Regions from separate parts of the Mus musculus genome. Here all the other regions are linked to region 1. The links are chromatin contacts, called in public promoter capture Hi-C maps. All regions are on one chromosome and are shown on one strand. The core of a region is the stretch at or near the end of the contact, and the rest is flanking DNA. Distances in the headings are between cores, read along the strand shown. Region 1 holds the start of 3110056K07Rik (RIKEN cDNA 3110056K07 gene). Region 2 holds the start of Pole2 (polymerase (DNA directed), epsilon 2 (p59 subunit)). Region 3 holds the start of Klhdc2 (kelch domain containing 2). Region 4 holds the start of 4930512B01Rik (RIKEN cDNA 4930512B01 gene). Region 5 holds the start of L2hgdh (L-2-hydroxyglutarate dehydrogenase). Region 6 holds the start of Rpl36al (ribosomal protein L36A-like). Region 7 holds the start of Atl1 (atlastin GTPase 1).

Region 1 (3,632 bases), core at 165-2,664:
CACACACCTGTCCCAAGTCACAAGATTTCAAAAGACACAGGACTCACCTCTGTGATACTTTGGGTTGTCATGGAGGTGTCTGTTGTCTTCAGCACAACTCTAGAAAAACAAACAAAAATCCTCAACTGTTTACTCAACCATTTTCTAGTTTTGTGCATCACCAAAACTAAGCAGATTTTAAAAAGATAGACATGACTTAGTAAAACTACCAAAATACACTTCACAATCTTAACAAATTTTGAAAAAACAAAAACAACAAATATTAACTAGTTGATATGGCGTTAGTTCAGACGTACTCAACTGTGCAATTTACTGGGGTTAACATTTCACATTTTAATTTAGGGCATAAGCTGTTGCCCAATTGTTAAGTTTTGTGTCATTTAACAAGACAATGTGCTGACGACAGAATCCATGTCTATCTGGTCCAGAAAACCCTTTCATCTAAGAAACTGTCGTTCCTTCCTGAAGCATTAATACTTTCTTCGAAAAAATAGTATAGTATTCGCCTCATGCAGTGACAAGAGTCGCTTGTCTAAGGTCATAGTGGCAGCAGCGTCTGTCCTGGCAGGCACATTCCTCAGCATTCCGAAAGCCGGGGCTTCCACGTTTCCTCCAAGCTTCACAGTTGGAGGAAATAACTCTTCTTCCCCACGCAAGACGTTTCTAGAAACCACACCTCCTCCGTCTTTTACCAAGGTGGCTGCCACCTTGGGCCCCTGGTGTCTGCAGACCGCAACCCAGCTTCCGAAATGCAATGTCAAAGGGAGACAGAGCTATGCCGGGAGGAAGGGGGGGGGGTGTCAGTAAAATCCCGCCATCCCGAGTGAAGGGGCGCAAAGGGCCGCTTACTCACCTACACGTGCGCCCCCGACCTCGCCCCCTTCCTCCACGCCCCCCCAGCCACGCTCCGCCGCCGGCGGACAGCGGCTCCCATGGCCGCCCTCGCTTCCGGTGCTCCCAGCGCTGCGCCACCCCCGAGGCCACCCGACACCGGGAGCCTCCGACAGACCTCTCGGACGACTCCGTGACTCCTCCACCCTTCGCTAGGCGTTGTCCTGGAGGGAAGGGTAAGCCGGTGCCACACTGAAATAAACCTACCCGAGAGAGTCCGCGTCCTTCCCTCCAGACACAGAAAATGGGATAGAGCTGCGGGCTGCTGCTGCCGGGACAAAATGGCGCCGGGGAACCGGTTAGGCGCAGGCGCCTGGGGAAGAGCCGGCTCCGCCCCCGTGAAAAACCCTGGCTGCAGTTCTGGATTCCGTTTCCATGGGACACGCCACCGCCCAATCCTCGTGCGGAACTGCTCTTCCTGACCCCTTGTTCTCCAATCAGTGTTCAGTCAAGCACATCCGGAGTCGGCTCCTCCAATCAAATTTTTGGGCTCTCTTACTCAATCCTCTATCCTCCAATAACGTGCGTGTTCGGATACAGCCAATCAGAAGTGGAAGCTATCCTACCTGCTGTTTTCCGCACCAATCATGGAAGTTTCCCAGCTACATCCAATGAGAAAGGCAGACAGCGAGCTCCAATCCGAAGCTATTCGGCGTCATGAGCAGCCAATAGGAGTTCGTGTAGAAGCGAGTCTGCTCAACAGCTTGTTATTTGGTGGATTGTGGCAGTAAATCGGGGCGAGTGGGGGAACCCGGCGCAGGAACTGCCGCTGCGGCCGGGAGCGGTGCTGCCCGGACGGGGACCCACGGCGATCAGTGGGGCGGCAGACTGGAGAGCTGACAGCGCTCTGCACCCGCAGTAGGTAGGTAGTCAGCGGGGGCCGCTGAATGGGCAAAGCGGCGGGAGCAGCTGCTGCCGCGATGGGGTCCCGGTGCAGTTGGGAGCTCCGCAGGCTGAGAGGGGGATGCAGGGCGGGCTGTGCCCGGGGCGCCGGGCAGCGATCGGGTCCTGGAGTCGCGGCGGCAACTGCGGGCACGACCGCCTCCGCCGCCTCCCCGGGAAAATGGCTGTGGGGCTGGCCGCGCCGCTAAGTTTGCTTTGGAGGAGCGGGCTGCCGGGAGAACCGGCCCCCAACTCTGCTGTGCTTCTTTGGCGAGGACCCGCTGCTGGACCGCGGAGATCGGGGTGCCCGCGCCTCTCCGGGCTGTACAAAAAGTTGAGGCGGGCGCGGGAGGAGACGGCCGCTGCGGCGGTGCGGCTCGCTCCCCTCCCACACCCTGTCCTGCCGCCTCCCCGCCCCGCGCCTCCCCCGCCGGGTCCCCCCGCGCCGGCCGCCGCCGCAGGCCGCCGCCCCTGCCCCCCGGGTGAAGGAGCGCTTCTCCTTCCTGACATGGTGCAGAGCGGAGGCAGGAGAGCAATGGCGCCGTGACACTCCGTTGCCGCCGCCGCGGGCCGGGCCGGGGCGGGCCAAGGGGGCCGAGCGGCGGAGGCGGGGCGCGCGCTAGAGTCGGGGCCCGGCGGGGCGCGGACCCGGGAGGCCGGGGCGCAGGGGGCTGCGAGTGGCCGACGAGGCGGGGGCGCGGTGGGCCGGCCGGCCGGGCAGGGGCGGGACGCGCTGCCCTTTGGCGCGCGTGGGGCTCACTGCCCGCCAGGCTTTGGCTGCCCGACGGGGGTCTGTCCCGGGGGCCGCGGAGCTCGGCCCCTCCCCGCCTGCATTTGTTTACTTTCTTTCCGGGTCTCACCCCGCCTTGGACTGATCCTCTGCCTCTCTTTTCCCTGCTTTGGCTCTAGCGCCCGGGAAGAGAACTCGAGGAAGCTGGAACCCCACAGGTCACCAGTCAAGATGAAGGTAAGTGGAGCCAACTCTTCTTCTTAGCCTTGTGCCCCGGACGCTGCCAGTCCGGAGGCTGCAGTTGTGGAATGGCAGCTTTTTGTTACTTAGAATTGATTTCTTTACTAAGAAGCACTTTAAGGAAAATGACATGTGAATGGGTGAGGGGTGTGTGTGTGTGTGTGTGCGTGTTCGAATGTGTGTGTGTGTGTGTGTGTATAAATGCAGGCGGTCCAACACTCTCTAGCAGTTAGCACTTTGAGAAGATCGGTGCAGTCTTTCGATTTTCAAACACTTCAGTGTCAAAAACACCTTTCAAGAAGAAAAGCTTTTGTCCTGCTTTGGTTTTTGCAAGGTTTTTTTGTTTTGCTTTGCTTTTGCTTTCTTTAAAACCTATACTTCCCCCTTTCCACTACCAATGCCATTTTCTAAAAGACATGTTATGTAGCTTGAGTAAGAGAGATAGTTCTGTATATTTTTGGGGAAAGAAAGTAAACTAAGGTGATGACAATATTTAGATTGATTAGTTCAGTCTTCATAATATATATCTTAAAACGTGGATTCTATGTGTAGCTTTTGAAGCTTCCTAATCTTACAAACATCAGTGGCAGCCTGCTTGAAGGGAAAGAAAGCTTTCATAACATTCCTCAGAATTCGGTAGGATACTGTGGCTCTTGTTTGTTTCTGGTCAGATACTTACCAAAAAGTATTCCTCTTCATTTTTTATTCTTTTTAAGTAGACTGACATTTAAACGTGCATGATTAACGTTGTACTTAGTGTTCGGTGTGTGTGTGCGTGTGTGTAAATAGAAAATATATAGTTGTTTTTGTTTCGGTTATTTTGAAACAGTATACTTTACCCGGGCTAGCCTGGAACTCACGATGTAGACTCTCAAGGCTGACCTTGAAC
Region 2 (3,847 bases), core at 441-2,940, 1.8 Mb before region 1:
GAAACTTTTACTTAAATCTTATACAACTCAAGCTTTATAAAAAGCTAACATAACAGAAAACTCATATCTCCCTCTAAAACCTCAAGTAGCCCTCTAAAGTATCAAGGCTTGAAACAGTTCATTAAAAAAATAAGTGAACAGGTAAAATAACAACAAACCCCTGCAGCAGGTCTTGGTAAAACACCTTTTTAAAAAAAATCTAAATTGGGCTGGAGAGATGGCTCAGTGGCTAAGAGCACAGACTGCTCTTCTGAAGGTCCTGAGTTCAAATCCCAGCAACCACATGGTGGCTAACAGCCATCCGCAATGAGATCTGATGCCCTCTTCTGGTGTGTCTGAAGACAACTACAGTGTACTTAGATATAATAATAAATAAATCGTTTTTAAAAAAATCTAAATGAGATGGGTACACTGGACATGTGAGATGACCCTGTCCTGACTGGAGTGTATGAGACTCAAAGCCGAAACTCTGAGTTAAGTTTTTGTTTGATTTTCTAGACAGAGTTTCTCTGCATAGCCCTGGCTGTCCTGGAACTCACAGAGATTCACCTGCCTCTGCCTCCAGAGTGCTGGGATTAAAGTTGTGCTGGATAGCTGGCCCACAGTGAATGCAGGCATGAGTGCCATTGAGTCTCTAAATCAGAGGGTAATCTACTACACAGCACTAGATAACACACTGTCTTCCCACAGGAAAAGTCCCATGGCGTTTAATTCCACACACGGTGCTTTGAGGCTAAAAGACTTGAGTGTATATCTCAATGAATCAATTAATGAGCTTCCAACAGCTTTATAATAGTACATTTTAAGGGAAAGGAAAGGAAAAGCTATTGCTCAATTAATCCTCTCTCCAAATGTCAGGAATTAACCAAATTAAATTCATCACTTTCTCCCTGGGTAGACCCAGGTTGACCCTTGGACACTCCTGGGCAAAACGTAAAGCTAAAAGGTTCATAAAGTTCACAGTTACGAAAACAAAACATTCACACTCTGACTCAGAAAGCTATACGGATCTCAGCAGGTACTTAAACGGAAAGTGTATTATAAAATGTAAATTGTAATATGAGATTTCTTGGATATGTTCATTTTTAAAGACTGAAAAGACACACTACAGCCAGGAAAACCTCCTTTGGGGGCAAATTGTAAACTAGGAAATCTAAAAAAGCCAAACTAAAAACACGTTTAAAATCTATCCAAATTTTACTTCTCCAGGCAATAATGAAAATTCCACACAGAGACGGGTTTGGAAGACTCATACTCTACAATATAAATCGCCAACAGACACGCATATGGATTCACCCATGTCTCTCCTTCTCTGACACGTCTCTCTGTAACTTCCAGAAGTAACACTGTAATGATTCCCATTCTGCAGAGGCGGGGACCTCCGTTGATCAGAAGCCAGCACGCCCCCAACTTCCCCGCTCAGTTCGGCGTCAGCGCGCAGCTCCGCCCAGCCTGGAAGTAACATTCGCACCCGGCGCCAGGATCGCGGAAACCCAGGTAGGCTCTGCAGCCTCAAATGCACCGGAGAGACATCGCCTCTTATGACAGAATGTTCTAGATAGGGCATTGCGGCGGGTCAGGTTACCTCGAGACTCACCTCCTGAGCAGCAAGCCCCGCAGCTTGAAAGCTGAGACCGTGCGGCTCCGCAGCCGCTCCGGCGCCATGTTCGCGATTTGGCGCCACCGCCGACGCCCCGCCCCCTCCTGGAATAGACACACCCCTTGTCCCGCCCTTATATTCTTGGGCTGGTGAAATGGATTTTTTTGGCCTTACTAACTGCAGGGCCTCTGGGAATCTCAGACCCTGCCTAGGGAGTGAAGTAGGAGTGGTCAGAGTGGGAACAAGCTTCCTTTATCCCAAAAGCATTTTCTGAACACTCAGCTTCCCGGACACTCAGCTACCCTCTTCTACTCTGACTCTACCCAAGCTTCCTGCACCCAGAGTCTTCCCTTCCAGGGCTATGAGAGTTGTAGAGCCGTTGTTTCCCGGTTCTACACATGCTCAGGAAATACTGTGTTTTCACCGTTTTCGATCACTCCCATCCGACCAGTTTTAGTTGAGGGCCTCTCCACGATCCGCTGTCATCATTTAGCAGTCCCACTTTTTTCATGACATACCTTCTTTTTTTTTTTTTTTACTGGTGGAGTAACAAACCCAAGATTATAAATGGTTGGTATGAGGTGAATTGCCAGTGCGGTGGAGCTGCTCTTGAATCGTTATTCTCAGTCCTACAAGTAGACTCAGTAGAGCACATCTTAAAATGTTCCCTCTTGCTGAGTGTGATGGCACATGCCTTTAATCCAAGAACTCAGAAGGCAGAGGCAGGGGGATCTCTGTAAACACCTGGGCAACTTGTTCTAGAGAATGAGTTCCAGACCAGTCAGTGAATCACAGTGAGACCTTATATAAAAATCCATCCATCCATCCATCACACACACACACACACAAACGCACACACACACATATACTTGTGCTGTTGAGATGAATAATCAATTGGCTGTTTATAAATAAGCATGCAACTTTACAGGACACAAGAAAGCTCTGGGCATAAGACCACAGATCTATAATCCCAGGCCTCAGAACGGGGAGGTGCAAGGATTCAGGAGGCAAAGGCCATCTTTGATGTCACAGCAAGTTCAAAGCAAGCCTAAGATACCTGAGGCTTAGTGGGAGTGGGAGAGGCAAATAAGCCAAAAACTTGAATGATTTCTACAACGGTATAAGCAATTATCTCTGGGGCGTATATTTAAGATCTTTCTGAAAAGGAAAACAGTAAAAAGAATGCATGTGTATATTTGCTTGATTTTGCATTTCAAAACTTTTGAAAAGTTAAACTAGACAACAAAGAGAGATCCCAGCTGTGGTGGTTTGAATAAAAATGTCTCCCGTAGGCTCTGGTGTGTAAACACTTGGTTCCCAGTTGGTGGCGCTGTTTGGAGAGATTCAGGTGGTGCAGTTGTGCTGGAGCAGCTGTGGTGGCTTGAATATGCTTAGCCCAGGAAGGGGCACTATTAGGAGGTGTGGCCTTGTTGGACTATAGGTATGGCCTTGTTGGAGGAAGTGTGTCACTGTGTGGGTGGGCAATGAGACCCTTTTAGCTCCCTGGAAGCCAGTCTTCTATTTGTTTTCAGAACAAGATGTAGAACCCTCAGCTCCTCCTGTCCCATGCCTGCTTGCACACTGCTATGCTCCTGCTTTGATGATAATGGACTGAACCTCTGAACCTGTAAGCCAGCTCCAATTAAATGTTGTCCTTACAAGAGTTGCCTAGGTCATGGTGTCTGTTCTCAGCGGTAAAACTCTAACTCAGACAGTAGGCTTTGAGATTGTATAGCATCACCCCACTTCCAGCTCTTTTTCTCTGCTTTGTGCTTGCATTTGAAGACAGGAGCTCTCAGCTTCCTGATTCTGCCATTTGTTGCCATGACTCCATAAGTAAAAGTGCTTGCCATGCAAGCCTGAGGACCTGAGTTCTAATCCCCAGAGCCTACATAATTCCAGATGTGGTGCTGAGAATCATCAATCCCAGCATTCCTATAGCCTAATAGAAGACAGAGACAGCAGGAATTTTGGAAGCTCATGGGCCAGCAACAGTGAAAAACTAAGAGACCCTGTCTGAACTGAATCGAGGTAGACGACAAGGAAAGACTCCAGTGTGTCCTCTGACCTCCACATGTATGCTGTACTGGCACATACAACACACATACACACACACACACACACACACACACACTTAAAAAGATTAAACTTAGCCGGGCGGTGGTATACACACCTTTAATTCCAGCACTCGGGAGGCAGAGGCAGGCGGATTTCTGAATTCGAGGCTAGCCTGGTCTACAAAGTGAG
Region 3 (3,644 bases), core at 287-2,786, 1.7 Mb before region 1:
GATCTGCCACTATGTCTGCTATTCAACTAAACATCACTTTCAAACATGGGTGCTTCCTTCTACAAACTAACTTTACCTTCATCATTTGAGATTAAAGTGTGTGCTAAGGGTGTGTCTGTATTCCAATCAGAGTAGCCATGTTGCTGGATAAAAATCCTTCTACAATGGCCCAGGACTATTTGTAACTATTGATAGTCTCATGGAGTGACAGAAGTCTAGTCTCTTGAGGACAAGGGACAGCAGTGGCTCTGTGGTGTAGATTACCTTCATCTGGCTTCTGTGGCAAGATTCTCTGGGATGCTAACTGTTCTTGTTAACTGAAGTGTATCCGTCCAGAACATGGGTTTTGTGCTTAAAAGCTCACTCTGAGAAAGGCTCGTTGCTACACTGGGATCCCAAACTAATAAAGACTTTCTATTGCCTTAAGTTCATGTCTGAGCTGTCCTCTCTAGTGGCTATCCCCACAACACCATCAAATTTTTCTTGCAAACAATAATCACGAGGCAGTAAAATGTGTCCAAGTGCAGCTCATCTGGAATAAGGCTGATCTGTGGAGGAATATCCACTTGCATGCTCCTGACCCCTAGGGCAAGGTGATTTCCACTGTTGGACGATCAGTTGCTCACCACAAACCTCAGCTTAGTGCAAATTGGTCATTCACATTACAGCAGATTTGCAGTGTGAGAGGTTGTGGCCAACAGTGAGAGATGTCTTCTACCCGCCAAACATGAAACTGATGCTAGATTTTCTTCTCCAGTGTCATCCAGCACGAAGTGGCTGGTGGAAACGCTGCCAATCTCTTTTTGACAGTATACACCCTGGGCAGCAGCAGGAAGGCCATTTCTCTCTCTGACTGTCTCTTGCAATGGCAGTGAGGAAGGCCCCCCTCAGCACAGCACCAAGGGCACTGGACATCTCTTGCATGGCAAAATTGCCCCAGGGAGACCTGGATGAATCTGGTCAAGAAACAGAATCTGCCTGGTGGAGCACACCTTTTATCCCAGCGCTTTAATCTCAAACCCCAGACCCTTAACTCTTGTGTTTCAGCAAGTACATCTCCAGCAACTGGTGAGAGTTTCAAAGAGAAAAGCTTTTTTTGGTCGTTTTTGTTAAGTGTGTATTTTGCTCAGTATATATTTAGCAGTCCCAAAACGAAGAGAGGGAGAAAGAAAAAAAAAAAAGACAAGATGAGCAGCACGGAGAGCCACCATTTAAATGAGGAGCCTGAAGTGTTTTCCAGACCAGCCTTATTTTATGGGCGAGGAATTGGGTTTAAATAATTCGTAATTTTCATTTGGCCTCTTAGAAGCCCAGATTGTGAGTCTGGGATTCGCATTCTTTCCCCAAGGGTGGGTTGTTATGGTTTAGGAACTATCCAGGCCAGAGCACCCTGAGGCGGGAGGACGGATGTTGGGAGGACTCAGATGCCCAAGGGCCCGACTGGGAGGACTACACAGCAGTAGGACAGCACTGCGGTGGGACCGGACGACGGGAGGCTCAGCAGCGCAGGGGGCGAGAGCGCTTCCGGAGCGTGGGGACAGTGTCCGCTGCGGACGACTTCCGGCGGCGGCATAAACAAGGCCCCGGCGGCCGGAGGCGGGGCGGGCTGCGAGTGCGAGCCCCGTCGGCCGCTCTCCCGCTCTGAGCCAGGACCCGGCCGCGGCGCGGTCCCCGCGAGACCCGCAGCCGCTGTCGGCGCGCGCCCCAGCGCTCGTCCCGGAGGCGGAGGCGTAGCGCAGGACAGGCGGGTCGTCAGCGCTGGCTGCGCGCCGCGGTCCACCGCTCCGCTTTCCTTTGTCTCCCGTCTGCGGGGCCGGAGCGGTCTCGGTGGCCAGCGGTGCAGCCTCAAGATGGCTGATGGCAACGAGGATGCTCGAGCGGAGGATCTGCCGGGCCCGGCCTTCGAGAACTACGAGGCCATGGAGCTGGCCTGCCCGGCTGAACGCAGCGGCCACGTCGCTGTCAGCGATGGGCGCCACATGTTCGTCTGGGGCGGCTACAAGGTCAGTAGGGCGGAGTGGGCACGATCGCCGCCGCGGCTCTTGCTCATTCAGGAGAGCATCTTCCCGCCCTGCCCTGGTGGATTCGGGGATCCTGGGCTATTGTCACCGCTCTCTTGAACTTATGAGTCAGCCTATCCCACGCACCCCCTACGCATTGTCTTTGGAGTGAGCGGAGCGAGGTTCTGTTATTGTGGGTCGCGTAGCGGGTGACTGTGGCCCGAGGTACGGAAAAGGGTGGGGGCGAGGGTGTGTGAGAATCACTCATATACCTTTGGGCCCGGTCGCCCGGAGCTGGGGCCATTTAGCCGACAGACACTATATTCAACAATATTGTCACTGTGTGAACCAAGGCCACAGGAATCGCTTGCTCAACCTCCCCGAAGGTGTAACGGTGTCATCAACACCTGTGCAGATGCCCCCACCTATCTATTGTTTGAACGCAGGGCCATTTTTCTTAACTGGTCTCAGCTGAGAAAGGATTGCTCCTCAGTAGGCCTTACTGCGGATTTTAAAGGAAAAAATAGCCAGTGAATCCCCAGCAGCGTATGTAATTGGAGTGCAGGCCTTTGGACTTTGTGACCAAGTATCTTTTTAGTCATTTGCATTGTTTTATACCGCGAGCTGGGGAATACTGCTCAGTTACCTCCTTAAACCGCTGCTCACTGGTTCTTCTGTACTGGTTTTAGAATTCCATGATACACTCACTCTAGTTCTTGGATTTCATGTGGTGCACACTCATTTGAGCCATTTGACCTAAAACTATTTTAGTGTTAAAATGACGCCCCCCCACCCCCCTTGGGAAGTCCAGTTCTCTGCGCCTGTGGTTTGCTTAAGGACTCTAATAGCTTATAGTACTGACGACCTGATCATAGGTGGCCATTTTGAGACAACTGTCCCATACCTTGTCGGTTTAACCATTAGTTATTTTGCCAGCGTGAATTAATGCATTCTGTTGTCCCTGGCTTCCAGGAATCAGGTATTTAGAGGTCGATGTCGAGAATTCTAGAGATTAGAGAGCAGGTGTGTAGTGACTATAGTAGAGAGCAGGTGTGTAGTGACTATTATTTATTTATTTATTTATTTATTTATTTATTTTTGGTTTTTTGAGACAGGGTTTCTCTGTGTAGCCCTGGCTGTCCTGGAACTCACTCTGTAGACCAGGCTGGCCTTGAACTCAGAAATCTGCCTGCCTCTGCCTCCCCAGTGCTGGGACTAAAGGCGTGCGCCCCCATGCCAGCTGTGTAGTGACTATTATTAAAACATAAATTCCAGGGGTGGAGAGGTGACTCAGTGGTTACCAGCATTGGCCACATTTCTGGGTTGGACTCTTAACACCCCCATGGCCACTCACAACTGTAATTCCAGTCCCAGGGGATCTCATGTCCCTCCTTTGGCCTTTCTGGGCACTGCACCCCAGGGATGCACAGACAGGCATGCCGGCAAAACTAATCAACTTCAATAAACCTTTTCAAAATATAAATGTCCTTTGAGGAAGGTAGACCTGTTGGTCAATCACACTTTGGTCTAACGTATGTTACTCATAATTCTGTTTGTGAACACTAGCATTGAGCCACTGTCATGGAGTTTGGCCTTGGACTCTTTCCAGATCTGGCTGTTCCCACCACCCAAGTGTTGACATGG
Region 4 (4,093 bases), core at 426-2,925, 1.2 Mb before region 1:
CCTGTGCTGGGAGGTCGGAGAGGACATTCTCTGAGCCAAAGAGAACAGCCACCGTGCTCCTGGGAACACTAATTTTGGTGGATGGAACACATAAGTGTTACTGTGTACCATGGAGGTCAGAGGACAACTTGGGGGAATCGATTCTCTCCTATCATGTAGGACCAAGGGATCAAATTGAGGCTATCAGTTTGGTGGTGAGCACATTTATGCACTGAGCCATCTTTCTAGCCTATTATTATTATTATTATTATTACTATTATTATTGAGTAAATCAACCCATTGAAGACTGGGAATGTGCCTCGGTGAGAGAAGGTTTTGTTAATTTGATAAAGTCTCTGGGTTCAATCCTTAACACCACAAAGTAGTAATAATATTGACAATGATGATGCTAAATAAAGAGTAAGGCAGCTATCAGCTTCTACTGAGAAAGTGGACATGGTCAGTGGCTCACGAGAGCAGAGTGCAACACTGGCTGTGTGGAGGAGAGTAGGCAGAGGACCCCAGCTGGGAACCGGCACAAACATTTGAGTTCACCCCTTCTGAGAGCATCATCCACTCATACACTTGGCCAGGGTCTGGACAGAACACCGAGGCCACACTTTCTGAAGCACAGTTGATTCCCCATGGGAGCCATCCATGGCCTGCCTCATCCTGCAGTAGCAGCTGCATTGCCTCTGAGAAATTCAGAGAAGCCTCTTTCCAGAATAAGAGGGAACACACTTTTGTCTTGTAATGAACACCTTTGTCCAAGGACCTAAGCTTAGATTCCAACACTCACAATAAATGCTGCCCGAGGGCAGCTGTCCACCTGCAATCCCAGTACTAGATCCTGGAGAGCACTGGCTAGCAATCCTAGTGAGACACTGTATCCATATACAAGGGGGAAAATGGTTGAAGAAGATGGCTAGTGTTAACCTTTGGCTTCCAAATGCCACACACACACACACACACACACACACACACACACACACATTTATGCGCGCACACATGAACACACATATACAGATGCATATATAGCCCAAGAAAACAGGACAATGGGTTAAAAATACAAAATGAAAACAAGCTGGAAGCTCAAAACTCAAAAACTCTAGCAAAGTCGAGTTGTTTTAAATTCTGCTTCTTAGAGACCCGTGAAAAGACTGTCTGCAGTTGACGCCAAGAGAGCCCCACACCTCTCCTGTCCACCTTCTTACTCTTACATAATCCGTTCTCTGCGCACAGACTCTGATTTGTGCCATTGAAGACAAAGGCTGTGTGGGAAGAGGGCAGAGCCTCAGCCCAGAGCATCTATCTAGCACAGAAAAAGCAAATTAGCTACCTTGAGCATGCGGATTTCTCGAAGGGCGATTTTCTTTATGACAGGGTCATCTTCGGTTTCCAGAAACCTCTTGATGGCCACGATCTGACCCGTGTCCCTGTTTCTGCACTTGAACACTACCCCATAGGAGCCTTCTCCAATCTTTCCAATTTTTTCATATTTTTCCATTACAGAGGAGGAGCAAGTCTTCTTGAGAACGGATTTTCATATAGTTTTTAAAGGTCGTTTATGAACTGACCTCTCTCGAGCCTCATCAAGTAAGGGCTGTCGTCCGCGATCTAGAGAAAACAAGGCGCGAGTTAAAGAATAAGGATCAGCCAGGTGTGGACTCCACCCCCACCCAGCAATGACATCGCGGTCAAGGCTGGGAGTCTACAGGTGGCTGCCATGGGTGACCTAATTTCAGTTGTCTGTTTCATTCCCTCGAGCTAAAGATGTAGCCAGCATCCAAAAACGAGCCGAGCTGTAAGATAATCTATCTTTTTAACGTTATGGTTCATACGATCTAAGACACTTGAGCTGGCTGGAGCACCAGGAAGGCGAAGGGCTTCCCCGGTTCTAGTTTCGGGTCTCAATTCCCTCCGGAAGAGGACACCGGCTGGGCAACCGGGCCCGTGGGGACTGCGGGAACTGCAGGGACTGTGGGGACCTCCCACCCTGACTCCTGAGGCGCCTCTCGGCCCAGCTCTAGCACAGCAGCCTGCAGCTCGGCTGGGTGACTGCTGCGATCCCCATGGGAACCGCGCCGGTTGGGCGGGGCCGCCCTCCGCCCTGCTGTACCCGCAGCCACTTGGCCGGGTCCCTGACCCCGCGCTGCAGGTCCAGAGGGTTTAAATCGTGGAAATCACAGCATGGAGAGTTTGCAGGGAGAACGCCTGCTCCCAGGCTGTCCTAGCAGCCTGCTCGGGCTAGGGTGACCAGGTCCATACCTTATTACGTCCACTCCTTGGTGTCCGTTCCTCGCCTGTGAACCCCGGAGGACAGCAATTGCTCGGTGCTGCAGCTTCGAAAAATGAATGAGAGAGAGTGAGGCAATAGAGGGAGGCAGGATGGCCTTCCCTCCCATGTAGTGGGGTCTTGGCGGTGCAGAGCCTGCTTTGATTGCCTTGACTCTTTCCCCAATCACCTTCTTATTGAACCTGTTTCAGTACAGTGACAGTGGCAGTTGATGGATGCAGGAAATCTTGAAATAAGGATCGCACAGACAGCCTCTACATTTTGTCAGCCCTTCCATCCCCTATGCTAGGCGCCGAGGTGCTTGTGTGCTGGCGGCAGGGCTACAGCAGAGAAAACGCACGATGTGAAACCTGGCCAACCCGGGGCAAGGAACGTGCGATGCAAATGTACACAGAGCTCAAGAGGAAGCTGGGTCTGGGCATACCGAGCGTGACGGCTGCCTGGCAAAGGGTAGAGGTATAATGAGTTACTAGAATAGACTCGTGGTGGTCTGGGACCCTCCCCAGAAATCATGTGCAAATGTGAATGCCTACTCTTTTTGACTTTTGTCTTCTCGATAGCTTTGCCTTGCCCAGAATATCGCGTACATGGAAACATACAGTGCACAGCTTTTATTGAGTCAGATTCTCACTTCACAGAATACATCTGAGAGCCACACACATCTTGCATTTAGCAGCAGTGTCTTCCTGTTTATTGCCGGGTAGCGTTCTGTTGTATGAACGTACTGACTGGTATTTATTTGTTTATTCAATCCTGGTTGAAGGATATTTGGATTGTTTCCAGTGTGGGGTGATTATACATGAAGCCGCTATAGACGCCGTGCATGGTGCTTTCTGTGAAGCCAGGTCTTCATTTTTCTTGGGGAAATCCTTAGCGGGAGACCTCTGCACATTGAGCTTATCTTTTCCATTTTACCTTCCCACCTGCAATGTCCCCAGTGCCCGGCATCCTTGCGGTCCTTTTGGCTTTAACTATTTTTTAAAAATATTTATTTATCTATTATTACATGTAAGTACACTGTAGCTGTCTTCAGACACTCCAGAAGAGGGCGTCAGGTCTCATTACGGATGGTTGTGAGCTACCATGTGGTTGCTGGGATTTGAACTCAGGACCTATGGAAGAGCAGTCAGCTCTCTTAACTGCTGAGCCATCTCACCAGCGGATTTAGCTATTAAAATAGATGGTTAATGGCTTCTAATGGTTTTAATATGAATTTGACTTTTAACCTTCCCTATAGATGTGTTCTCGCTTCAGGATTCTAAGAGACTTATGGAAATTTTTTGGCGCCAACACCTCTCTCTTCCCCAGTGGGCTGCAGTTCTCACTTGGGACATGGCAAAAGGCAGAAGGACAAACAAACAAACAAACAAAACCCCTCTAGTTGATTGAATTAAGTACAAGATGGCGATCTTATTACTAATTTCCATACTTGGGTGGAGCTCAGGACCCTGTGCTCGCCAGGTAGGTGCCCCCAGTGGGAGACAGGATTGCTGTTATTGTTCCTGTCTCTGACAATGTTCTCCTTCACCTTTTAAGAGAGTTGTTTATAGGGACCACCAAGTAGGGACATTTTGATTTTTCTTTATCACTTTCTCTTTTCACTGGGTAGGTTCTTCTGTGTGATGGCAAGACCACACTGCTCTGAGTTGTTATTGAAAGCAGTCTTATGCTAGTAAGCACATTGGTGGTTAATTGTTTATTCACTTATTCACTTACGCTTGCTGTAGGCAGCCTCTAAGAGGACGCTTAATGACCTGCCTCCTGACAGCTATGCCCTTGTGGGCCTTCTTGAGCTTTGCTCACTCTGTCCTTTTTTTC
Region 5 (3,834 bases), core at 547-3,046, 1.3 Mb before region 1:
AGCTGTCAGGGCTCGTCTTTGGTGATCCTCAAAAGCTCACTAATAACCGGGCCCTGACACCTTAGAGGGCACCCGTGTCCAGGCCCACAATAGAGCATTTCTATGCCCAAACTGAGATTACACAAAATATGATTAAACTGTATAGAGCTATACACAGAACACAGAATGCACATAAATTTGGTAAAACCTGAATGTGTGCATTGTATCAACATTAACACCAAGGCAAATGGTGGGACAGGAGGAAGGTGACATAAAACCATTCTATAATTTTTGCAACTTTCTATAGGTCTACAATTGTTTCAAAATAATCAGTATTTTAAAAACTGGGATAAGAAAATGGTTAATTGGCAAAGTGCTTGCCATACAAGTGAGGACTTGAGTTTGTACCCAAAGCACCTTTATGTAAGGGCATTCCTTGTTCAACCCATGTAACCTTGGGATCAGGGGCAGGGAGACAGGCAGATCCCTCGTGCTTACTGAGCAACCAACCAATCACCTCAAGAGACCCTATCCCCCACCCCATCCCTCTCCTGCCCCGAGGCAGTGGAGGCAAACACCTTTAATCCCTGCAGACACTGAAGATCTCTGAGTTCAAGGACAGCCTGGTCAACAAGATAGCCAGGATACAAAGAGAGACCCCATGTGGAAAAAGCAAGTGACAGATAGAAACACACACACACACACACACACACACACACACACACGGAGGGGGAGGGAAAAAGGGAGGGGGACAGGGAGAGGGAGAGAAATTGGGAGAGATCCAGTCTCAAAAGTTAAGGTGGCGCAGGTTGGGTGGCACGTGCCTTTAATTCCTGCACTAGGAAAGGAGTGGCAGGTTGATAGCTTGAGGCATTAGAGGCCAGCCTGATCTACACCGGAGTCATAGGACAGCCAAAGGAAAACAAACCAGTACCGTTTAACATGCTTTAAACGCGTCTTAAACAAAAACACTGCCCCTCTCCAGGGTCGTGCCACACCTCGGTCTGCCACTAAATCCATTCGCATGGTCTACCTTGTCTCAAACAATCAAAAGCTCCCCCACCCCCACCCCTCCACCCCGCCCTTAAAGCTTTCACACCGAACACTGTATTTGCCAGCTTTCCTAGGCAGCTCACAGTAGGCAACTGAGTTGCTTCTAGTGAGGACAACTCTAGTGTGTGCAAGGAACTGACCCACAGAAGCCAAGTTCTGGATTTTCCAAGCAACACAGGGGATGATAGTTAAGAAGCTGCATACTTATTGGCAGTGTGCTAGGTCTTTTAATCTTCAAAGTGACCACCTAGGGGCCAGACTAGGATCCTAGTCACCAGTCACCCTTTAGAGTGGTTAAGAAATGGAGAGGAGTTGTGTATTCGGAGCCAGATTAGCTCCGGACCTCAACTCAACACTGCCTTTCCTATGGCGCACAAACGCAGTGGACGAACCCTGCGGGTCAGCAGCTCCTGGGATTCGAGGCTGGACCACAGAATCAGGACTTCCTCGCCGGGGACAGAGACATCGAGTCGGGGGACACAGACAGGTTCAGTTGGAGATCCCTGAGCGGAACAGCAAGTGCAGGCCGCCGCCTCTCACTTACCTGGTGCTGGAGCTTCTGCGGCCACCCCCGCACAGTAGCCCGGGCACCCCGGACGCCGGTCCACTTGCGCGGAGGAAGCCCCCAGCCACGCAGTACCGGGCCAGTCCGCAGACACCGCCTACGTAGCGCAGGGTCGGCCACATGGCCTGCGCCACCTCCCCTCCCTCCACCCCAGCACCCGCAACCTGAACGGACTCTAAGGGTGAAGCGCGCCGCTCTCCAGCCCCGCCCCCAGACGAGAGCCAATGAAACACGCGCGTTTGCCTGACGTGGGCGTGGTCTCCGCTGGCCAATGAGCGAGCGCCGTGGAAGGAAAAGACCGAGGGCGAAGGGCCGGCCAGGCGCAGGGACGCAGCACGCCGTGAGTAAGAGGAGCTAGGGCGAAGGCGGGGACCGGGTGGTGGTTCCACTCTCCGGGACCTCCGCCCGCACAGGCTTGACTGGACGCCGGCGCTGTTCCGCCAGAGAAGGCTGGGCATGTCGGGGTGACCCCTGGCTCCTGCGGCCTCTCCTTCGGCCACGCCTCCTGGTCGGTTGGCGACGCTGTGGCCCGGGAGCTGGGGACTAAGCCACCTCCTGCCGCTCCCTGTCACTACCCTGCTGATTGCCCGCAGGTTTCTGGGCCCTTCATGGGGCTCCTGGTTGGTTGTTCATTCAACCACTGACTCAGCTTGTAAATATCGGGCGCTGAGCTAGGCGCTGGATGAAAGTAGACGGCTCGGTCTCTGTCGTCATTTAGTGTTGTTTTTTTGGTTTCTATTATTGACTTGTATATGTGCCTATGCGAGCTTATTGCAACAGGTATGTGCAGGAGTTTGTGAGACCAGAAAGGGGAGTACAGGATCGCCTGGAACTGGAAATTCTGAGCTGCCATGTGGGTGCTGGGAATCTAGGCCCTCAGGTAAGACCAGTTAACAGTCTTAACCATAGAGCCATCTCTCTAGCCCCAAACTTTTCTTTATTAATTTACATCTCTGCCCCAGCTTCCCCTTCCTTCTCTCAGGCCTTCCTGACTAAGCCAGCTCAGTCAACAGGTTCTCCAGGGAGGGATGAAAAAATTGAAAAGAAAAAGACAATTAGACAGTACTATTAACATAACCCTAGCCCGTTCTGAGGTTGAAGCAAGGTTATTTTTCCTCCAGTCAGTCTGCTTTTATACAATTCTAAGTACATGCAAAGAATAAGGTCAGTCCTAAGTCATAAACAGAGTTAAGGAACAAAGCCTAAACAAAGGTGCCATGATAGTTGTATTCAGAGTCTTATCAAGACCCATCAAAATACAAAATAACTCTGTCCTCAGCTGTGTTCATCTTGAGCCTACTTCCCAGTCCTGGCCCAACCTCAAATTCTTGCCAAATTTTTAAAAGCAGGCATCCAAAGCGCTGTAGCCTTCTTCTCACTATCGACCCCACCCCCACCCACCCACTTAGGAAAAGGGGCAGCCTCCTATGGATATCAACCAGCCACTGTATGTGACGTTGCATAAGACTAGACACATTCTCTCCTCTTGAAGCTAGACAGGGCAGCCCAGTAGGAGAAAAGGGTCCCAAAGGCGGGCTCCTGCTTATCCCACTTGAAAACCAAGCTACGGGCTGGTGAGATGGCTCAGTGGGTAAGAGCACCCGACTGCTCTTCCGAAGGTCCTGAGTTCAAATCCCAGCAACCACATGGTGGCTCACAACCATCCATAACGAGATCTGACTCCCCTCTTCTGGAGTGTCTGAAGACAGCTACAGTGTACTTACATATAATAAATAAATAAATAAATAAATAAATCTTAAAAAAAAAAAAAACAAAAAAAAAAAAAAAAGAAAACCAAGCTACACAAGTATAACATATGTGCCTAGGTCAGTCCCATGCAGACTTCCTGGCTCAACCTTTCCTTAATCACTAGACTAAGAGAGAGCTTTAAATGTCCATGCCTCCAGATAGCCACTCACAGGGGAGGGCACTTGTGTTTCCTCCACTGTAAAAATGAGAGCTATGCAGTCACTTAAAAGACCTTATAACTGTAAAACTTTGTGGTTCTTTGTCACCATACCAATGTAATTCCCATTCGGTGCTTGATGGTAGTCCTTCATCTTTAGGGTTAGACCAGCTTAACAGGACAGACTGTCGCTGGAAGGAAGGACTCGCTGGTTTGAATGTTGGTTCCAGCCAGTAGGTGGCTCAGGTTCAACCTATCATCTCCACCTCAGACAATTTTCTGTCTGAAGTGCCCCTGAGCAGATAATAGTGTGTGTATGAGAAGAGCTTGG
Region 6 (3,828 bases), core at 901-3,400, 1.8 Mb before region 1:
TTATACTTACAGACAATTGGAAGCCACGTAGATGCTGGGGATGTTTTGCAAAAAGAGCAGCCATGGGCTGTAGAAATGGCTTATCTGGTAAGGAGCACTGGCTGTTCTTCCAGAGGACCCAGGTTTAATTGGAGCACCCACGTGGCAGCTCACAACTAACGCCAGTTCTAGACCTGATACCCTCACACATGTACACTTCTAGGCAAAGAGTCAATTCACGTGTAAGATTAAAAAAAAAAAAAAAGACAGCCAGGGTTAATAAGCCATCTCTCCAGTCTTAATTATTCTTTACCCCACCCACCAATGAGTCATTTAAATTCAAATTTTATTCCCCTCCTCCCTTTTATGGAATTTTTTTGAATGAGTTACCAAACATGTATCACTGTCCATGGTAAATTAGCCAACATCAACAAGTCTGAAAATATAATGAACAATTATTAAATAATAATTTTCATATAAATTGAAAATACCTAATCAAGTGACCAATTTAATGTTAGTCTCCAAGCCATTCTGAGTGGAAGGATGAAACCTTTGTCAGCAGATCTGGGGAATGAATTCTATGACCATCACATATGTTCTGTGCCCATTATTCTGTAGCTACTGCTTATCTGTATGACTTCTTGTAGGGCACTTAGTACACACTTTGCCTAGCATGCAGAAAGCACTGGGTTCAACCCAACACAGCACCTTAGAAATAGGATATGGTGCAATTCTGTACTTCTAGTATTTAGGAGGCAGAGGTAGACCCAGACTCAAATTATGTTTGAAAACAAAACCCCCTAAATATGCAATCCTACTGAGAATCAAAACACAAGGCTTGGTATCATTAACAGTAACTTTATTCTCTAGCAGGTCATTTCTCTACTGCTTCAGTATTTTCCTCTCAGAGAACACAAGTTTTAGAACTGGATCACTTGGCCCTTCCTCTTCTTGTCGCCTCCCAGTTCAAAATGCTTGCATCTCTTAATGGCCAGCATCCTCTTGGATCTGCAGTTGGGCTCAACACACTCAAGCCTGAGCACAATCTTCTTTGTGGTTTTGGCCTTCTTTCGAAAGATTGGCTTTGTCTGCCCACCGTAGCCACTCTGCTTGCGATCGTAGCGCCGCTTTCCTTGGGCATACAGGGAATCCTTGCCCTTCTTATACTGGGTCACTTTGTGAGGCTGATGCTTGCCACATTTCTTACAGAAAGTCCTTCGGGTTTTTGGTACGTTGACCATGTTTGCAGTAGAAGTGTCTGCGATGAGAACTGTAAGAAAGTTTCAGACATTAAAGATCTTCAAACTCGAAAGTTTTAAACAGGTATAATTTGTAGGAACATATAAAAAAAAAACAGTAATGTTCGAAAATTTGTGAACCCACCAAGTACTCATTTCCCACGTGAATAAAAGGCCAACACGCAGCTGAGTGGATGAGCACTGGCTTAAACACCGGGGTTCAATCCTTACCACTTCAAGCCTATAGAAAAACTGTTTTTTGTTTTTTTAAACTAAAACGAGGCATTAACAGTTAAAAACTCAGACCTGATGGAGTGTGTCCTGGGAGGCTGAGGCAGAGGATTGCTAGTTGAGGTCTGCCTTAGCGTCCAAAGGAACTGACACTTGGAGTGGCCATTACAGTTCTCCCCAAACCAGCGTCCAATTTCTTAGGTCTCACTGCAAGGACAACGCAGTGGCGTCCGGGTAGAGAAGTTTTGCTCGGACTACCCCACAGCAATTCCCTCCGTTTTCTAGCTACGAATGGCTTACAACGAAATATAGTCGTTTCTGCAACAACCGGGCTCGTTCCTTCCCCCCAGCCACGTCAGTCTGTTTTGGCTTCACCCCCTCTAAAGCACCGTCACTCTCCAGCGGGCCCGAAGGCTGACGTGTCGTTAGCAGCCAGCACGCCTCGCCGCCCGGGAGCCGCCATGCTGGAGCGGTCTCTTCCGAGAGAGCCGCGGGCTGACCTCAAGCCGCGGCGGGCAGCACCTGCCCCTTTCCGACGCCTCAAAGAGCTAGGTCGGCTCCGGCTTCCAGGCGACCGCGGTCCCCAAGGAAGCAGCTACCGCTCTGCTCCAGACTTACCGAGAGACCGGCCGCCGCGATCCCCGACTCAACCGCACGCGCCGAACAGGAAAGGGACGAACAGAGCGGAAGTCGGAACTGAACCTGAGCGACGGGAATGCGAACCAATAAGCAGCGGCCTCCTCCGGAGGCTTCTGAGAAGCGCCAATCAGCGCCCGGCGGGGCGGGGCGGGGCGGAGGGTGTGGGCCGGAGGGCCCGGGCGCTCGCAGGCCAGTCGCGGCTTGTCAGAGCGGTCGCTGCCGGAGCGGGGCGAGGCTGCGGCGTTCGGTGTCGCCGTTCCGCCGTGCGAGCAAGGATGAGCGCGCAGAGGACGCAGAGCCACGGGCAGCGCAGGTAAAGGAATCACGGTGTCGGCGACCGCGGCGGGGCTTCTTCCGGGACCCCCGGGTGCTGAATGGAGAGGACCGAGGCGACGTTGAGCCGCGGCTCGTAGCGGCGGGGCGGCTGCCGGAGCTGCAACTGCCAGAGAGGATGCGCGGAGCCCGGGCGGCGCGAGGCAGTTGAGAGCCTTCGGGCCCCAGGACGCCGGAGCCCGGGATGAGTTAGCGAGGGCCGCCGCGGGGGCCAGTTCCTAGGGCTGCAGGCCAAGGCGACGGCGCCGCCCGCCCGCCCCTTCCGTGCAGAGGCCGCCAGCTTCTTTTCCGCGCCCGCGCTCCGGGCCCTGGAGACCATGAGGTTCCGCATCTACAAACGGAAGGTGCTAATCCTGACGCTCGTGGTGGCCGCCTGCGGCTTCGTCCTCTGGAGTAGCAATGGGCGACAAAGGAAGAGCGACGCCCTTGGCCCGCCGCTGCTGGACGCGGAGCCCGTACGGGGTGCGGGCCACCTTGCTGTGTCCGTAGGCATCCGCAGGGTCTCAAACGAATCGGCCGCTCCTCTGGTTCCCGCGGTCCCGCGGCCGGAGGTGGACAACCTAACGCTGCGGTACCGGTCCCTGGTGTACCAGTTGAACTTCGATCAGATGCTGAGGAACGTCGGTAATGACGGCACCTGGAGCCCCGGGGAGCTGGTGCTGGTGGTCCAGGTGCATAACAGGCCGGAATACCTCAGGTTGCTGATAGACTCGCTTCGCAAAGCCCAGGGTATTCAGGAAGTCCTAGTCATCTTTAGCCATGACTTCTGGTCCGCAGAGATCAACAGTCTGATCTCCAGGGTGGATTTCTGCCCGGTTCTGCAAGTGTTCTTTCCGTTCAGCATTCAGCTGTACCCGAATGAGTTTCCGGGTAGTGACCCTAGAGATTGCCCCAGAGACCTAAAGAAGAATGCAGCTCTGAAGTTGGGGTGCATCAATGCCGAATACCCTGACTCCTTCGGCCATTACAGAGAGGCCAAGTTCTCACAAACCAAACACCATTGGTGGTGGAAGCTGCATTTTGTATGGGAAAGAGTCAAAGTTCTTCAAGATTACACTGGCCTTATACTCTTCCTGGAAGAGGACCACTACTTAGCCCCAGACTTTTACCATGTCTTCAAAAAGATGTGGAAACTGAAGCAGCAGGAGTGTCCTGGGTGTGACGTCCTCTCTCTAGGGACCTACACCACCATTCGGAGTTTCTATGGCATTGCTGACAAAGTAGATGTGAAAACTTGGAAATCGACAGAGCACAACATGGGGCTAGCCTTGACCCGAGATGCATATCAGAAGCTTATCGAATGCACGGACACTTTCTGTACTTACGATGATTATAACTGGGACTGGACTCTTCAGTATTTGACTCTAGCTTGTCTTCCTAAAATCTGGAAAGTCTTAGTTCCTCAGGC
Region 7 (3,641 bases), core at 204-2,703, 1.1 Mb before region 1:
CCCAGGTCAAAAATAAGCTTTTTCTTAATCCCCATAAGGAACTGCACTAACTCTGCCCCTTTGGGACAAAGAACAAAAGCCATGAGGGAATATTGGACAGTGTTTTCCTCTGAACCCTTCAAAAACTTAGCAGACTTAAGAAATCGGTTTGCTTTGCTATGGCATGTTTTTTGTTGTTGTGTAACGGCAGATTACAAATTTATTATTATTTGTCTTAATATAAGAGACCAGTAAAAAGGGTAGCAGTAATTATCCACTCATGATTATGGAATGCTATAAATCCCATAGAGAGGAATTAGTTTAGTAGGAAAACCCCATAAGTTATATTCATTATTATCAACCAGATACAAAATGCCTAAACTTCTGCCAGGTGACAAAGGTCTTCCTCTAAATATGTTTAAATTTCATTACACTTTGTTTATTTCCTGGGAGTGTGTGAGTGTGTATGTGTGGGGGATCCGTGCTTCCACCAAGAGAATCCGGGGACCGTTCTGGGGTCCTAAGTAAGGTTTGGCTCTAAGGGCCTTTAACACCCTGAGCCACCTCACCGGTCCCCAAAGACATCTTCCTACAGGCTGTCATGTTTACACACAAATCCTTTTACTCCAGAACCAGATTACTTACAGTTGACAATTTAGAGTCCGGTTCCACAGAGATTTTTTTCAAGGCAAGTTCACCCAAACCAGTACAGGACGCAAAGGTCTAGATTTACAATACTCTTTCCTATCTACCGCCTTCCGCGAAGCATTTTCCCCCCACATCAACACCAAACCATCCTCCGGAATAACTTCAATACCATAAATACGCCTTAAAACCACAAAAAAAGCTCAGCCGTGGTCTGGAAGGTGCGGTTAAGTCTGCCGGTCGCTAGCCTTAGAACCGATGGGGAACCCAGGGTGCTCGGAACGGTGCGGCGGGCTCCGGGCCGCTTCCTGGCCGGACGCTGTGGTCCGGCGCATCCCGGGGGTGCCCCACGTTCGCAGGCCGGGCCGGGGCCTCACCTTGTACACGTCCCCGTAGGTGCCGCTGCCGACCCTCTGCACCAGCTCGTAGTCGTGCTGCGGGTTCCGTCTCAGGATGTCGGCGGCAGGCCTCAGCGGGGCCTCCATCTTCGCTGCGCCCAGTCCGGGGCTCTGCCCGCCGCAGCCGTCTCCCGCTAACGAGGGCGCGCGGCGCTTCCCAACATGGAGCCTCGGCTCGCAGCTGCGCCTGCACCGGCGAGAGCGAGCGCGGGGGGCGTCACGGGGCGCAACCCCGGCAGCCTCCGGGCCTCGTCGGTCCCGCCAGGCCCCGCGCCGGCCGTACCCGAGAGGCCGTCCGTTCTTGGCCGAGCGCCGGCGTCGGAGACCCGCGTCTTCTCCGAGACGGCCGTGCGCACAGTCGCCGCCGCACCACGTTCCCCACCCGCGGCTGCGTCACCGGGAGACACGTTCGCGGCCGGCGCGGATCGAGCCTGGCCCGCCCGAGAACGCAGGCCGCGGGCCCAGACTGCCGCCCTGAGGCCCGCCGAGTGCACAACACCCTGGACGCCGCCGCGCCCCGCCTCCCAGCTGCTTGCGGGGCGCCGGAGGCGTTCGTGCGGCGTCTGACCCGCCCAGCCTCGGCCAGGATTCGCCCAGTGGCCGGCGGACTAGAGGAGGAGGGTCTGTCCGCAGGCCTCCGGAGCGCTGCCTTCTGCTTCCTTTCGGTACAGGTAAACTGAGGCCGCCCGGGCAGGAGGTGGGGGAGTGCCGGGTTAACTAAATGCCGGCACACCCGACTGCACCGTCCTGTTCCACACACTGTTCCCGGTGGTACCAGTTCCGAGGCTGGACCGCACACCTGCAGAACCTGTCTTCCACCAGGGTTTCCCAGAGCCATTTTTGAAAACCCCAATTCCTTTCGAAGTTTCTGTGGTCTCTGGGCATCACCGCAATATTGCAAGTGTTAATGGGAGGAGTTTTAGAGATGCTAAAGCAAAGCTAGGGACCTTTGTCTGATTCTGCTTCCAAAGTAGGTGATCTGGGACAAGGCATACGTGGCAACATCCCAGTGTCCTTATCTGTAGCTGGAAGAGGATAGGTTTTGCATTTGACACCCGAGAAATGTTTGTAAACCATTTTTACAGCATTGTAAAGAGGAGTGTAAAATGTAAGAGGCTTTAAAATGTAAGAGGCCTAACTAACAATGCCCAAAATATTGGGCAGGAGTTATGAGAAGTGATTTGGTTAATGTTTCAATCTCTTTTGTAATTTGAGTTCCAGTCTTGTTCTTAAGGTAGAAATGAAGTTGCCAATTTTATGTATACTGGTAAAGTTACTTCTAGAGTCTTACAGAGATTTTCAGTTGGAAAACCAGATAAGGACTGGAAAGATGGCCCAATTGTTAGCAGCACCGGCTGCAGCTCAGAGGTTGATTCCCAGCACCTGCGTGGCGGCCCACTCCTCATTAACTCCAACTTGGGATCCAGAGTGGGCTGGGAGGGAGGGCCAACGCCCTCTTCTGGCCTGTGTAGGCACCACATATGCATATGGTGCACAGCTGTACATGCAGGCAAAACACAAAATTAAATAAAAATGTAAGAAAATTGAAAAAACTAGAAAAAAAAACGACAACAGAACAAATTTCAGATGACACGTGACTCCAGACACACTCTAATTCTGTTTTGAGAAATAACTTCTTATAGCTAATAAATGAAGAAATTAAATTAACACCTTAACGGAACAGAGACTGTATGCATTTTCTCGTGATCCACACACAAAGAGCACTTATTTAGGGAACATAAGTAAGCCCAGACTTACATGCCCCAGGGACAAAGCCTGTGTGTGTGCTGCACTGAAAAAAAAAATGGTTGAAGAACAGTTCCTTCTTTGAAATCTTCTTGGCACTTGTTTTGGTGGGCACATATTTTTGGCTTCGATGACTCAAAATCTCTTCAAGTGTTCTATTGGTATCTTAGTACTTGTTTACTGTCATGGATTTATGGTGGTCATGTAGTCAAACCCACCCTTACCCACTGTGTGACTAGGCCGTTGTGGGATATTCATGGGTTGAAGGCCTTCCACCACACTGGCCGCAGGATAGTCAACCTGGAGGGCCAGTGTTGTGTGAGGGGAGAGCAGTCTTCCAAGTTTAGAGTCAAAATGGGGATGTTGATCCTTTGTCTAGTGTGAGATGTATTTGCTCTTATTTATACCTGCATTATCCCGTAGAGAGTTTGAGGCAGCTCACACAAAATACTTATTTTTACACAAGATAAAAATAAATGAGAGGAAACTGCATCAGATTTGAAAGGGGGGAAGCAGGAAACCAGAACAATGCAACCAAAAGAGAGAGAGAGAGAGAGAGAGAGAGAGAGAGCAAGAGAGAGAGAGCACAAAGAAGACTTGAGGGTGGGTTTTCTTTGTATGCTTTTGAGAGGAAGATGAACAAATTGATCAAGAGAGGCGTATCTTTTCCTGATGCTAAGACCTCAGAGACATTTCCCTTGTGAGCCTTCACAGAGTGGAAACCTGAGTAGCCAGCTTGAGACAGAGATAAATATCCTCTGACAAGCCTCCAAGTGTATTGTTGTAGGAACATACTGTTTAAAATGAATTAGGTAATAAAAAGTTGGAGGTCACAAGTGAAGATAATTTATGTTGCCAGTAATGGCAGATCCA

Evidence for each region. Promoter capture Hi-C pulls out the DNA fragments that hold promoters and counts their contacts.
Region 2: a contact with region 1 is called in a promoter capture Hi-C map of pre-B cells, with 5 times the contacts expected there. The contact joins the promoter of Pole2 here to the promoter of 3110056K07Rik in region 1. A contact is called at or near these places in 2 of 39 promoter capture datasets (frontonasal cranial neural crest and pre-B cells) and 1 of 115 datasets of contacts at active chromatin or transcription factors (astrocytes).
Region 3: a contact with region 1 is called in a promoter capture Hi-C map of pre-B cells, with 8 times the contacts expected there. The contact joins the promoter of Klhdc2 here to the promoter of 3110056K07Rik in region 1. A contact is called at or near these places in 5 of 39 promoter capture datasets (cranial neural crest, erythroid cells, hippocampal neurons and 2 more) and 1 of 115 datasets of contacts at active chromatin or transcription factors (astrocytes).
Region 4: a contact with region 1 is called in a promoter capture Hi-C map of hippocampal neurons, with 7 times the contacts expected there. The contact joins the promoter of 4930512B01Rik here to the promoter of 3110056K07Rik in region 1. A contact is called at or near these places in 2 of 39 promoter capture datasets (hippocampal neurons and liver).
Region 5: a promoter capture Hi-C map of pre-B cells shows a contact between it and region 1, with 6 times the contacts expected there. The contact joins the promoter of L2hgdh here to the promoter of 3110056K07Rik in region 1. A contact is called at or near these places in 6 of 39 promoter capture datasets (the 3T3-L1 cell line, 3T3-L1-derived adipocytes, hematopoietic stem and progenitor cells and 2 more) and 1 of 115 datasets of contacts at active chromatin or transcription factors (large pre-B cells).
Region 6: a contact with region 1 is called in a promoter capture Hi-C map of pre-B cells, with 9 times the contacts expected there. The contact joins the promoter of Rpl36al here to the promoter of 3110056K07Rik in region 1. A contact is called at or near these places in 13 of 39 promoter capture datasets (the C10 cell line, the HPC-7 cell line, cranial neural crest and 8 more), 5 of 115 datasets of contacts at active chromatin or transcription factors (bone marrow-derived macrophages, embryonic stem cells, large pre-B cells and 2 more) and 3 of 9 other capture datasets (adipose tissue, liver and macrophages).
Region 7: a promoter capture Hi-C map of fetal liver shows a contact between it and region 1, with 3 times the contacts expected there. The contact joins the promoter of Atl1 here to the promoter of 3110056K07Rik in region 1. A contact is called at or near these places in 5 of 39 promoter capture datasets (fetal liver, hippocampal neurons, liver and 1 more).

The regions. Positions count from the first base shown.
Region 1 is chr12:71,014,409-71,018,040 of GRCm38.p6, forward strand. It overlaps 3110056K07Rik (RIKEN cDNA 3110056K07 gene), which reads right to left and starts at 1,415. Exons shown (of 4, transcript NR_045055.1): 1 at 1,099-1,415; 2 at 48-99. Arid4a (AT rich interactive domain 4A (RBP1-like)) reads left to right here and starts at 1,559. Exons shown (of 24, transcript NM_001081195.1): 1 at 1,559-1,753; 2 at 2,683-2,740. The coding sequence starts at 2,735.
Region 2 is chr12:69,226,500-69,230,346 of GRCm38.p6, forward strand. Pole2 (polymerase (DNA directed), epsilon 2 (p59 subunit)) reads right to left here and starts at 1,691. Exons shown (of 19, transcript NM_011133.2): 1 at 1,598-1,691. The coding sequence starts at 1,665. It also overlaps a transcript of Klhdc1 not described here.
Region 3 is chr12:69,295,145-69,298,788 of GRCm38.p6, forward strand. Klhdc2 (kelch domain containing 2) reads left to right here and starts at 1,537. Exons shown (of 13, transcript NM_027117.3): 1 at 1,537-2,003. The coding sequence starts at 1,851.
Region 4 is chr12:69,788,669-69,792,761 of GRCm38.p6, forward strand. 4930512B01Rik (RIKEN cDNA 4930512B01 gene) reads left to right here and starts at 1,676. Exons shown (of 8, transcript NR_033573.1): 1 at 1,676-1,783. It overlaps Cdkl1 (cyclin-dependent kinase-like 1 (CDC2-related kinase)), which reads right to left and starts at 2,039. Exons shown (of 10, transcript NM_183294.2): 1 at 1,975-2,039; 2 at 1,319-1,596. The coding sequence starts at 1,486.
Region 5 is chr12:69,723,078-69,726,911 of GRCm38.p6, forward strand. It overlaps L2hgdh (L-2-hydroxyglutarate dehydrogenase), which reads right to left and starts at 1,797. Exons shown (of 10, transcript NM_145443.2): 1 at 1,577-1,797. The coding sequence starts at 1,719. It overlaps Dmac2l (distal membrane arm assembly complex 2 like), which reads left to right and starts at 1,868. Exons shown (of 5, transcript NM_026536.2): 1 at 1,868-1,937.
Region 6 is chr12:69,181,917-69,185,744 of GRCm38.p6, forward strand. Rpl36al (ribosomal protein L36A-like) reads right to left here and starts at 2,151. Exons shown (of 2, transcript NM_025589.4): 1 at 2,067-2,151; 2 at 818-1,249. The coding sequence starts at 1,220. The coding sequence ends at 900. It overlaps Mgat2 (mannoside acetylglucosaminyltransferase 2), which reads left to right and starts at 2,242. Exons shown (of 1, transcript NM_146035.2): 1 at 2,242-3,828. The coding sequence starts at 2,738.
Region 7 is chr12:69,891,652-69,895,292 of GRCm38.p6, forward strand. Atl1 (atlastin GTPase 1) reads left to right here and starts at 1,454. Exons shown (of 15, transcript NM_178628.5): 1 at 1,454-1,693. Map4k5 (mitogen-activated protein kinase kinase kinase kinase 5) reads right to left here and starts at 1,512. Exons shown (of 32, transcript NM_201519.2): 1 at 1,002-1,512. The coding sequence starts at 1,109.